Linked DNA regions of Sus scrofa: region 1 is linked to region 2. Evidence: chromatin contacts called from public HiChIP or PLAC-seq data. All regions are on one chromosome and are shown on one strand. Each heading gives the region's core, a stretch centred on a gene start, on an enhancer-like site or on the middle of the called end of the contact. The rest is flanking DNA. Distances are from core to core; before and after follow the strand shown.

Region 1 (5,020 bases), core at 59-2,558, 230 kb after region 2:
GAAACCAGATAGCTATACTAGTTCAAGCTATAAGGAAAATGAATAAAGAATTGCTGAGTGAGTCTTTCCCACAAGGAATACATACATTTTCTGCCTTCAGTTTCGGCTGCTGGAAACAATTTAGCTTCTTAATAGGCATTCTCATTAATATCCCACGATGCCTTAAGTGATGAAGGCCACTCTACCTACAACTTTGTTACCTCCTGACAAGTCAGGTGTTCTGATCTAACAGTGATTGCTGGCTGGGTTTGCCTCCACCCCTCCTAAGTGCAAAAGACATGGAAAGTAGGGCCAAAATGCCCAGGTAACGGCAAACAAACCTAAATTTTCCTTAGTGGACCCTAGCAGAAGAGTGGCATTGACGATAATTCCAACTAAAATTTACTAAGCCTGTCTGCAACATTCTGAGCTCTTTCTATGTAGGAACGCATTTAAGGAGTTCAACATTTCTTACTAGCTCTGGCACAAGGAGGAGATGGAGACCAAGCGGTTTTAAAGGCATCCCAAAAGAAAAATGAAGCTATTACACTAAATCTTATCTCGAAACGCGAGGATGTGTGTAATACAGGAGTTGGAGCCAACTTCTGCTGCGAGCGAGCGAGCGAGCACTCCCCCGACACACCGGAAGTTTTGAAATACCCCGCAGGCTTCCCATAGGCAAAGTGCTTTTCCTTCACCCCATCTCTGCGAGCCCTCCCCAAGGTTCAAGGACCCGTCCGAGTTTTGCCGCCGGGCTAGGGCCCCAGCAGTGCCACCAAGGGAAGCCGGGCCGTCAATCACGGCCGGCCGCCAGCTCCTCGCCGCGTAACCTTGGCCGCTCGCGAACCGCGAATCGGGCAGGTGGGAGGCACCTGCGGCCCGGCCCGGGAAGCCGCGGCCCGCGGTCCGGGGTGTCTAAGGCGGACCGGCGCAGGCCCGGCTGACCGTCTCGGCCGCGCGAGCCCTCGAGGTGGCCCCGCGTGGGGCCGCGCAGCGGGGCCGGGCCCGGGGCTCGGTCAACTCGGCGGCCCGCCCGGCCCGCCCCCGGGGCCGCCACTCACCGAAGAAGCCCTGCACGATCCCCAGCGGGTGGCTGAGCCAATCCTCCCCACAGGGCATCTCGCCGACGGGCCGGAGCCGGCGCGGCCCGGCGTCCCGCGCCGCGGCTCCTCCTCGGGGGCTCGGCCGCTCCTCGCCCGCGCCCTCCCACGCAGGGTGAGCCTCGCGGCACCGGCCGCTCGGCCTCCCGGCGCCTCAGAGAACAGCGGCTGTGGCAGCAGCAGCCGAGGAGCTGCCGGCTACTGGCAGGCGCCGCGTGCGGAGCCCCCAGCCTCCACTTCGCACAATGGCGGGAAATAGGCGCCGCCGACCGCGCTGCCTGCGACCTGGGTGGAGCTCGCGCGGGGAGGGGCGGCGGGAGCGCGCTGCGCGGCCCCGGGCGGGAAGGCGGGGCCGGCCTACTGGGCGGGGGGCCGGCCGGCCCGGGGCGGGGCCGCGGCGGCGGAGCGGTCGCCATCTTGGAGACGGGCGAAAGGAAGGGCAGGCGCGGCCTCCGGAGCTCCGACCCTGGCGTCGGGGGCTGAAGGCGAGTGGTGCTGGGTGTCTCTCGCTGCCAGCTCGAAGGGGGAGACTCCCGAAGTCCGGTTCGTTTTTCATGATGCGAGGCCTTGCACGGTTTGGAGGCTGTAGCAGTCCAAAAGCACAAACCCAAAGAGACTTCAAAGTTATCTCTGGGCAAAATTAGAGGATAAAGCAGCCTTTCGTGTCTGCCCACCTTCCTCTAATTGCCTTTCTTTTTTTTTTTTTTTTCTGATGGCAACTCTCTTTCGTTCCCTGCCCAAAACCCTATGCAGTGACTTGCCCTCAGATGAAGTCTCAGCCCCCCAGGCAGGTGTGTGTTTAGATAGGGGAATTTGAAAGTCTGCAAGCTCCCTTTGCTGCCATCTCAGGCCTTGTAGAGGGACTAGGTCCTAAGTGAGAGGCAAGTTCATAACTGTGAAAATATACCCTGCCTAGAAGCTGGAAAGTGCGCTTTGGGGAGGTTCCTGCAGAATGTGTCAGGATACCCTCAGACAGTGGTAGCACACACAAGATAAGTCAACAGTAACCTTCGAATGAGGAAATTTGGAAATACCCAAGTTCTGTAGTGAAATAGTTTCCCCTAGGCCTGGAATAGGTCTGAGAAAACCCTGCTCATCAGCTGAAAACAGGTCGTGTTAAGAGAGGAAGGATCTGAATGGAGCCCAGAAAGCGGGCAGCTGGAGAACTGAGCTCAGATCTCAAGACCTCTTAGGGGCCAAAGGGGGTGTTTTTATTTGTCATCTTCAACTATTTATTCTCCCCATTGGTGGGGTGGGGGTTGGGGAGGTCAAGGTTGGTTGAATTGAGGATGCGGAATTTGCAAATACAGGGGGCAGAGTACTTTTTTTTTAAACAGCTGCACCTTTATGAAAGTTCCCAGTCTAGGGGTTGAGTCCGAGCTGCAGCTGCTGCCTATGCCGCAGCAGCACCGGATCCGAGCTACTTGTTTGACCCACGCTGTAGCTTGCAGCAATGTCCCATCCATCCTTAACCGCTGAGTGAGGGCTTGGAGCAAACCCACATCCTCACAGAGACAATGTTTGGTCCTTAACCCACCAAGCCATAAAGAGAACTTTTTTTTCTTTCTTTCTTTTTTTTTTCCAATTGTCTGGCTGCACCTGGGGCATATGGAAGCGCCCAGACCAGGAATTGCATCTGAGCCACAGCTGCAACCTACATTGCAGCATCCCTGGATACTTTAGTTCTTTAAACGACTGTGCTGGGCTGGGGATCAAACCCATGCCTCCACAGCCACCTGAGCTGCTACCCACTGCACCACAGCGGGAACTCCCAGAACATTCGTTTTATATAATGGACTTGAGCATCTGCAGATACCCGTGGGGTCCTGGAACCAACTCACCCCAACGGACACCAAGGGATGATGGTAATAGGCTTACTGTATTATATACATCTGGCTCTTGTGAGTTTGTGTGAGCTGAGAAAATGGTTTAAAATCTGGCATTACCACCATTTCACTCATTCATTCCTTTAGCAGAGACAATTGCCAGGACCTTGGTGTTAAATGGAAAAACCCCCTAGTTTAGCTTCCTGGCCAGAAATATGCAAATTAAATGCATGTCATGCTTTTAATTATAACCATTTCAGACTGACTTTATATGAAATGGCAGCTGAATACCAATTCAGCAGTGGCTAGGAACACTTCAGCTTTTGGTGTCTCCTTCTGTATTTAGTAATTTATAAACAACAATTGCTCAGATTTTACTTAGACAACTGTGATCCTGCCAAAGCGCAATTACCTTATAATGTGAATAATTTTACCCTCTAATTTTCCCATGACAAGATGTTTTGGTACTACATAAGCAGTTATGATCAAAATTTTAAAGGCCCGGAGTTCCCGTTGTGGCACAGTGGAAACAAACCTGACTAGTATCCATGAGGATGCAGGTTTGATCCCTGGCCTCACTCACCAGGATAAGGATCTGGCATTGCTGTGGCTGTGGTGTAGGCTGACTGACAGCTGCAGCTCTGATTTGATCCCTTGCCAAGGAACTCCATATGCTGCAGGTGTGGCCCTAAAAAGAAAAAAAAAAAAAATTTTAAAGGCCACGAGTAGGTCCATGAGAATATATCACCATGGCAAGACTTTTTTTCCCATCACTGATAATCACATTTCTGTCCCCACCCCAAGTATTTTTTTTTTTTTTGCCATGGCTGCGGCATGCAGAAGTTCTGGGCCAAGGATGCAACCACAGCAGTGACAGCACTGGATCCTTAACCCAGTGAGCCACTGGGGAACTCCTCAAGTCCATATTTTTAAGGAGGGCATGAAGTAATCCTGTCTGTAAGTTATTACTGAAGTTATTGGAAATACTGGGATGAAAAGGGAGGTACCATCCCTGCCCTCGTGGAATGTACAGTTCAGTGAGAAGCTTATTACTAAATAATTATTCGTTTACAACCATGATGGATGCCAGGCAAGAAACAGTGAAGTTCTATAAAAGGAATGAACAGCACCATCTGCTCTAGTGAGGGAAGGTTGTGGGAAAGGGGGGAAGGAAGGGTCCTTCAGAGATTTCCTGAAAATGTGACATTTAGGCTGGGACTTGAAAGATAAATAGGAGCTAGCTAGGTGAAAGGTGTGAGGGGAGAGTGTTCCACGCCTTAAGGCTAGAAAAACAGAAATTTGTATAGCAGGGTGTTCCCGTTGTGGCAAAGTGGGAAGATATCCAACTAATATCCATGAGGATGTGGGTTCCATCCCTGGCCTCACTCAGATGGTTAGGGATCCGGTGTTGCCGTGGGCTGTGGTGTAGATCACAGATATGGCTTCGATCTGGCATTGCTGTGGCTATGGCATAGGCATGCAGCTACAGCTCCAATTCCACCCTTAGCTGGGAACTTTCATATGCCATGGGTGCAGCCCTAAAAAGCAAAAAAAAAGTATAGAAAATTAAAATAATCACACTTTATTACATGACTTGGCTATTAACAGTGTTTAAATAACATGATAATCTTAGAAGTTGAATATTAATCTAAACACCATTATAATTTAACTTTATTAAGAGGTTAGGGTGATGAGAAGGATTCACATGGGTGATAAGGACAAATCAGACCGAAAAGAGCAAAATCCTCACCTTTCATCTGAAAAGTCAACATGTACGTCAAAGGAGAAAAAAAAGGAAAAAATCAGAAGTGATTATGTAATCCTGGTAATTTAAAAATATAGAAATACTGAAAGAACCAGCAGAAAGAGTTGAATGTAATTGTCTCCAGGATAGGGTAGATATTTCTTTTAAACATTTGCATATACGTATCATGAAGTCAAACTCAGCAGCACTAGAATTTCCACTAGATTGTAAGATCCTTGAAGCAATAATTTTGGTATTGGTACACTGTTTTGTTCCCTAGCACCTAGGAACAGTGTCCAACATATCATAGTGCTCAATAAATAGTGGCTGAACAGAAAATTTAAACTTTCCATCCATTGCCTAAACCTCCT
Region 2 (5,132 bases), core at 2,625-5,124:
AAAAAAAAAAAGAAAGAACTAGCCAACCCCAGGGGTTGGAGCTGGGAGAGCATGTTAGCCTTTCCTAGAGTTGGACCAGAAGGGCAGGGCTATTATGTCCCTTGATAGATGGGTAGATCAGCCATTGGATGCAGACTGCCCTTAGAAGGAGGTATGACCTTGAGCAAGGCAGTTTTCTTCAGCTGAGCCAGTCCCCGAAGGACTCCTGAGATTGGTTTTCCTGATCCTGAAAGGGGATCCCAGCCTCCATCGCAAAGTTTAAATGAGATTATTCACATAGAGTGTGTAAACACAGTACCTAGCCTCCAGTAAATGCTTAATAAGTGGTCACCATTACAACTGTTGGTTTTAAAACTGGTATTTGCCAGGCTCTGTGCTAGAGGCTGGGAACTCTGTATTGACCAAGATTCTGTACCTGCCCTCAAGAAACTCAATCCACAACAATTTGGACCATTAGACAAGCATCTGTAATGCAGTGCACTTGACAGGTTGCCACAGGATTTGTATGGGAGCATCTAGAAATGGCACGTGATCCAGACGTGTAGGAGGGTGAAAGAGAGTGGTGTCAAAGGTGATGCCTGGAGATGGAGACGAGTCAGCCAGGTGAAGGGAGTGGGAGGCATTGGGGGGTGGGGGCGGAGGGAGAAGGTTGAGGAAGCAGTGTGTGCAGACAAGAGAAAGCGCAGTGTGGGCATGAGGTACACCAGCAGGGCTGGCATGGAGTGGGCACCAGCAAGAGGGGATGAAGGGTCTTACATACACCAGGCCAAGGAGTGTGGCCTTGGATATAAAGAGGCCAATGGGGAGTCATTAAGGCAATCTAACCAGAGAAAGAACATGGTCCATTAATGCCTGAAAAAAGTCACGGTGGCTGCCATTTGGGCAATGGATTGCCCATGGATGATATTAGAGGCTGTTGCCGGGGTCCGGGTGAGAGATAAGGATTACCTGGACCAGGCTAGACTGAAGAAAAAGAAGGGTAACCAGAGTGAAAGAATACTGAGGTGATGGCATCTACACACTTGGTGTTGATTGGCTGGTAAGGGAGAAAGGGGAATTCAGAGTCGTGTTTAAGCTGCTGGTCTGGGTGAATGAACTCCAGGAGGCCTGGAGTTTCAGTCTGTTCGGGCTGCTATAACAGAATAACACAGATTGGGGGACTTATAAATGACAGAAATTTATTCCTGGAGTTCCCATTGTGGCTTAGTGGGTTAAGAACACCATGTTGTCTCTGTGAGGATGTGTGTTCTGTCCCTGGCATCCCTCAGTGGGTTAAGGATCTGGTGTTGCTGCAAGCTGCGGTGTAGGTCACAGATGAAGCTCAGATCCCGTGTTCCCTCTACTGTAGCTCTGATTTGACCCCTAGCCCAGGAACTTCCATGTGCCACAGGTGTGGCAAGAAAGGAAGGATGGGAGGGAGGAAGGAAGGAAGGGAGGGAGGAAGGAAAGAAAGAGAAAGAAAGAAATTTCTTACAGTTCTGGAGGTTGGGAAGTCCAAGATCAAGGCATCAGTGGATTCGGTGTCTAGTAGGGGCCAGAGGAACATCTGTCTTCTCACTTCTCACTTGAGGAAGCAAGCAGTGAGGGAGCTCTCTGGGGTTTTTTGTTTGTTTGTTTGTCTTTTTAGGGCTGCACCCATGGCATATGGAGGTTCCCAGGCTAGGGGTCTAATCGGAGCTGTTGCTGCAGGCCTACGCCAGAGCCATAGCAATTCCAGATCCGAGCCATGTCTGTGACCTACACCACAACTCAAGGCAACACCACCAGATTCTTGACCCACTGAGCAAGGCCAGGGATTGAACCTGCAACCTCATGGTTCCTAGTCGGATTCGTTTCCGCTGTGCCATGACGGGAACTCCTCTGGGGTGTTTTTTATAAGGGTATTGAACCCATTCACCAGGGCTTCATCCTCATGACTTAATCACTTCCCAAAAGTCCCACCTCCAAATAGCATCACACTGGGGAATAGGTTTCAACATATGACCTTTGGGAGGATAGAAACCTCCAGTCTCTAGCACCTGGGGAAAGAGCATCCCAAGACTTAGAAGGAAAAAAGGCACCAAGGTCAGACATGCTCCTTGTTATTCAGCATGGCTCAAAGGAGCTTCTTCCAGGTAGTTCTCCAAGACTTATGGCTCCATTTTAGACAAACCCTCTTGAAGTCCCTGGTGGAACATAACTCCCAGAAGCAACGATATTAGCCCCAGGAGAACTTGCTTCCTCCTTGCTCCTGTCTAGTGCACCTGCAAACAAAACATCAGCAAAGAATGCTCTCAGTGTGTAAATGTAGTTGTCATAGAATGCAAATGGAGTAAAGGAAAGAGAAATAAAAATTCACTTTAGAATCAGTCTTCAGTATACATCAATATTATTGAATATAGATTCTGGAGCTCAGGTCTCCAGAAATAAGTTCTTCCTGACGGGAGTTCTCATCGTGGCTCAGCAGTAACGAGTCCAGCTAGTATCCATGAGGATGTGGATTTGATCCCTGGCCTTGCTCAGTGTATTAAGGATCTGGCATTGCTGTGAGCTGTAGCGTAGGTTGCAGACACGGATTGGATTTGGTGTTGTTGCGGCTCTGGCGAAGGCCAGCAGCTACAGCTCCAATTCAGCCCCTAGCCTGGGAACTTCCATAAGCTTGGGGTGCGACTCCCCTCCAAAAAAGCCACTGAATAAGGCGCTTGAGGGTCCAGCTCCTTCAATAGTAGTACTTAGGGTAAATTAGTGCACTGGCATTTGGGTTTATACATCAGTCTCTTGTGTGTTTGGTACCTGAGTCAGTCCTTGGGGCTTAATCGTCTCTGCGTTTTCCCAAAACTGAATTTTGTACTTTAAAGCTGATAAGAACACCTGTGTAAGTGAGAATCATTCCATTGGAAATGATTGGTAGGCCTCTTATCGTTTGCTCCAAAAGGAGTAATTTGAGGGCAGGAAGAGAGGAAAGGTATTGCCTCTGAGGGTTCCTGGGTAGTCTCTGCATTTGAGTTGGAAAATTGGGCCCAGTATTAAGCCATGGCACCTTCTCAAAGTGCTTCTGGAGAAAGGAATGAGTCTCAGGCCCAAAGATTTAAACTAGTACCTCCCCAACATTCTCCCTCTGGGGGGCACACACTCTCTCTCCCAGAGGAATTGAGGTGTTGGGTTCAGGCTGCAAGTGCGATTATTGAAACAACCCAACAAATACATTTAATGATTCAATTTGTTCCCTACTTCTCAAGTAAAGCTCAAATTTTAAGACAGCAAGAACCAACCTCTACCATAAAAAAGACCAAAACTCCAAATAATGTGTTTTTTTCTTTAAAGTTGTTCAGCAATGATAGTTTCTTATTTGAGTTATGAGGTTCAGGAGCATAAAACCATGGGCTGATGCAATCTTTCTGTCTTCAGGTTTTTTTGAAAGAAAGGCAGGTGAGTTTCCATTTGCACTTCCATTTTTCCCCTGGCTTGGTTACTGTGTCAGGTCAACATTCCAGCGCTCCTTCCGACAGCCGTTAAGCCCAAGGGAGAAAAGTGATTAAAACATAACGGAGGGACACCAGTGCCCCGAGTATCAGTATATGGGGGTACAAATGAGAGGTGGGGAGAGACTCTGGTTTAAACCCAAAGACTTTAAAGGCTAACGATGACTTTGTTTTTATAAGGAACTGCAGCAGATACTCTTGAGTGCGGACTCCCAGTCCTAAGAACAGGAAGAGGCAGTCTGAAAACCGAAACCGCCCAGGACACAAAGACGACGTCCCTGGGGCTCGCTGGTCCAGTCAGCCAGCATCAGGGAGATGCCTCGGGTGCACCTTGGCCCACCCTGAGGCTGTCTCAGCCGGGTGACACCCACCCAGGAAGCTGGCGCGAGGGAGGAGGTGGGGTGGAGGAGGGGCGGCAGGGAGGCCACGCCCGTGACCACGCCCACGCCCCGCCCCGCCACGATTATAGCCGATGACTCAGGGCGGAGCTCCGCATCCAGCCCTCGCCGCCGCCAACTTCTCTGGATGGGACCAGAAGTTTCTAGCCGGCCAGTTGCTACCTCCCTTTATCTCCTCCTTCCCCTTTGGCAGCGTGGAGGCTATTTCCAGACACTTCCAGCCCTCTCCGGCCACGTCACCCCCTCCTTTAATTCATAAAGGTGCCCAGCGCCGGCTTCCCGGACACGTCGGCAGCCCACAAGACTCTAGCTCCGGCCTCGGCCAGCGAGCCACTCTGCGCCTGGAAGTCCGGCACCCCGCGACCCTGTGACCCGGCACCCCGGCGGCTGCCCCTCCGGGCCGACCCCGACCCAGCATGAGCGCTGCCACCCACTCGCCGATGGTTCAGATGGCGTCCGGCAACGGCGCCGGCGACCGCGACCCCCTGCCCCCCGGCTGGGAAATCAAGATCGATCCGCAAACCGGCTGGCCCTTCTTCGTGGACCACAACAGCCGCACCACGACGTGGAACGACCCGCGCGTGCCCCCGAGGGCCCCAAGGTAAGCGGGACCCGAGCTGCACTCTGGCCAGCACTTCCCCCCACCCCCACCCCCCCCGCGCCCCGACGGCGAGCGGCGGGACAGGGCTTCGGGGATGGGGGTGGCGGGCTGGACTGGGCCGGGCTGCGGGGACGCGAGGAGCAGGGTGCCTGCCGGCCACAGCCCGCCCGCGCCGGTGTCCCAGAGGTCAGTGAAGGCCACTGGGAACGTACAGACCCCCAAGTGGACACCAGCTCTCAGGAGTCGGCCTGCCGCGTCCCAGGAGCCCCCTCCCCAGGCCCGCCCTTGGCCGGCGTCGGGGCGAGGGGGAGGCCCCGGGGAGGACTGTCCTCTCTGGGCTGCATCTGGTTTCCGGAGGTCGGGCGGGAAGTGCGACCCGCCCCATGGTGCCAGGTCCGGTCCACCGGCTGGATTCGAGGGGCCGTGGGCCAGGAGGCGAGGGGCGATCGGCCTGGTCAGCCTCGGAGGCCCGGGCCAGGCCCCACCGCGGCCTCCGCCCGGCTTCCAGGGCTGAGAGCCTGGTTTCACTCTGCTGATCACGCTTGGTCGGACGCCAGGGGGCCTTTGGCAAGCTTGGATGGGGGGGTCTCTTAGGATCTCTAAGGACTTTTACCTCCCAAAGTTCCAGAACTTGCTTGAGGGTATCTTGACTTCAGTCTTCCACCTGAGGCA

Evidence for each region. HiChIP or PLAC-seq counts read pairs in DNA pulled down with a chosen protein or histone mark.
Region 1: an H3K27ac HiChIP or PLAC-seq map of alveolar macrophages shows a contact between it and region 2. The contact joins the promoter of MCMBP here to the promoter of BAG3 in region 2. A contact is called at or near these places in 2 of 5 promoter capture datasets (fetal liver and liver) and 2 of 2 datasets of contacts at active chromatin or transcription factors (alveolar macrophages and skeletal muscle).

Annotation. Positions count from the first base shown.
Region 1 is chr14:129,740,897-129,745,916 of Sscrofa11.1, forward strand. It overlaps MCMBP (minichromosome maintenance complex binding protein), which reads right to left and starts at 1,309. Exons shown (of 16, transcript NM_001243591.1): 1 at 1,041-1,309. The coding sequence starts at 1,098.
Region 2 is chr14:129,506,366-129,511,497 of Sscrofa11.1, forward strand. It overlaps BAG3 (BAG family molecular chaperone regulator 3), which reads left to right and starts at 3,875. Exons shown (of 5, transcript XM_021073458.1): 1 at 3,875-4,464; 2 at 4,467-4,646. The coding sequence starts at 4,276.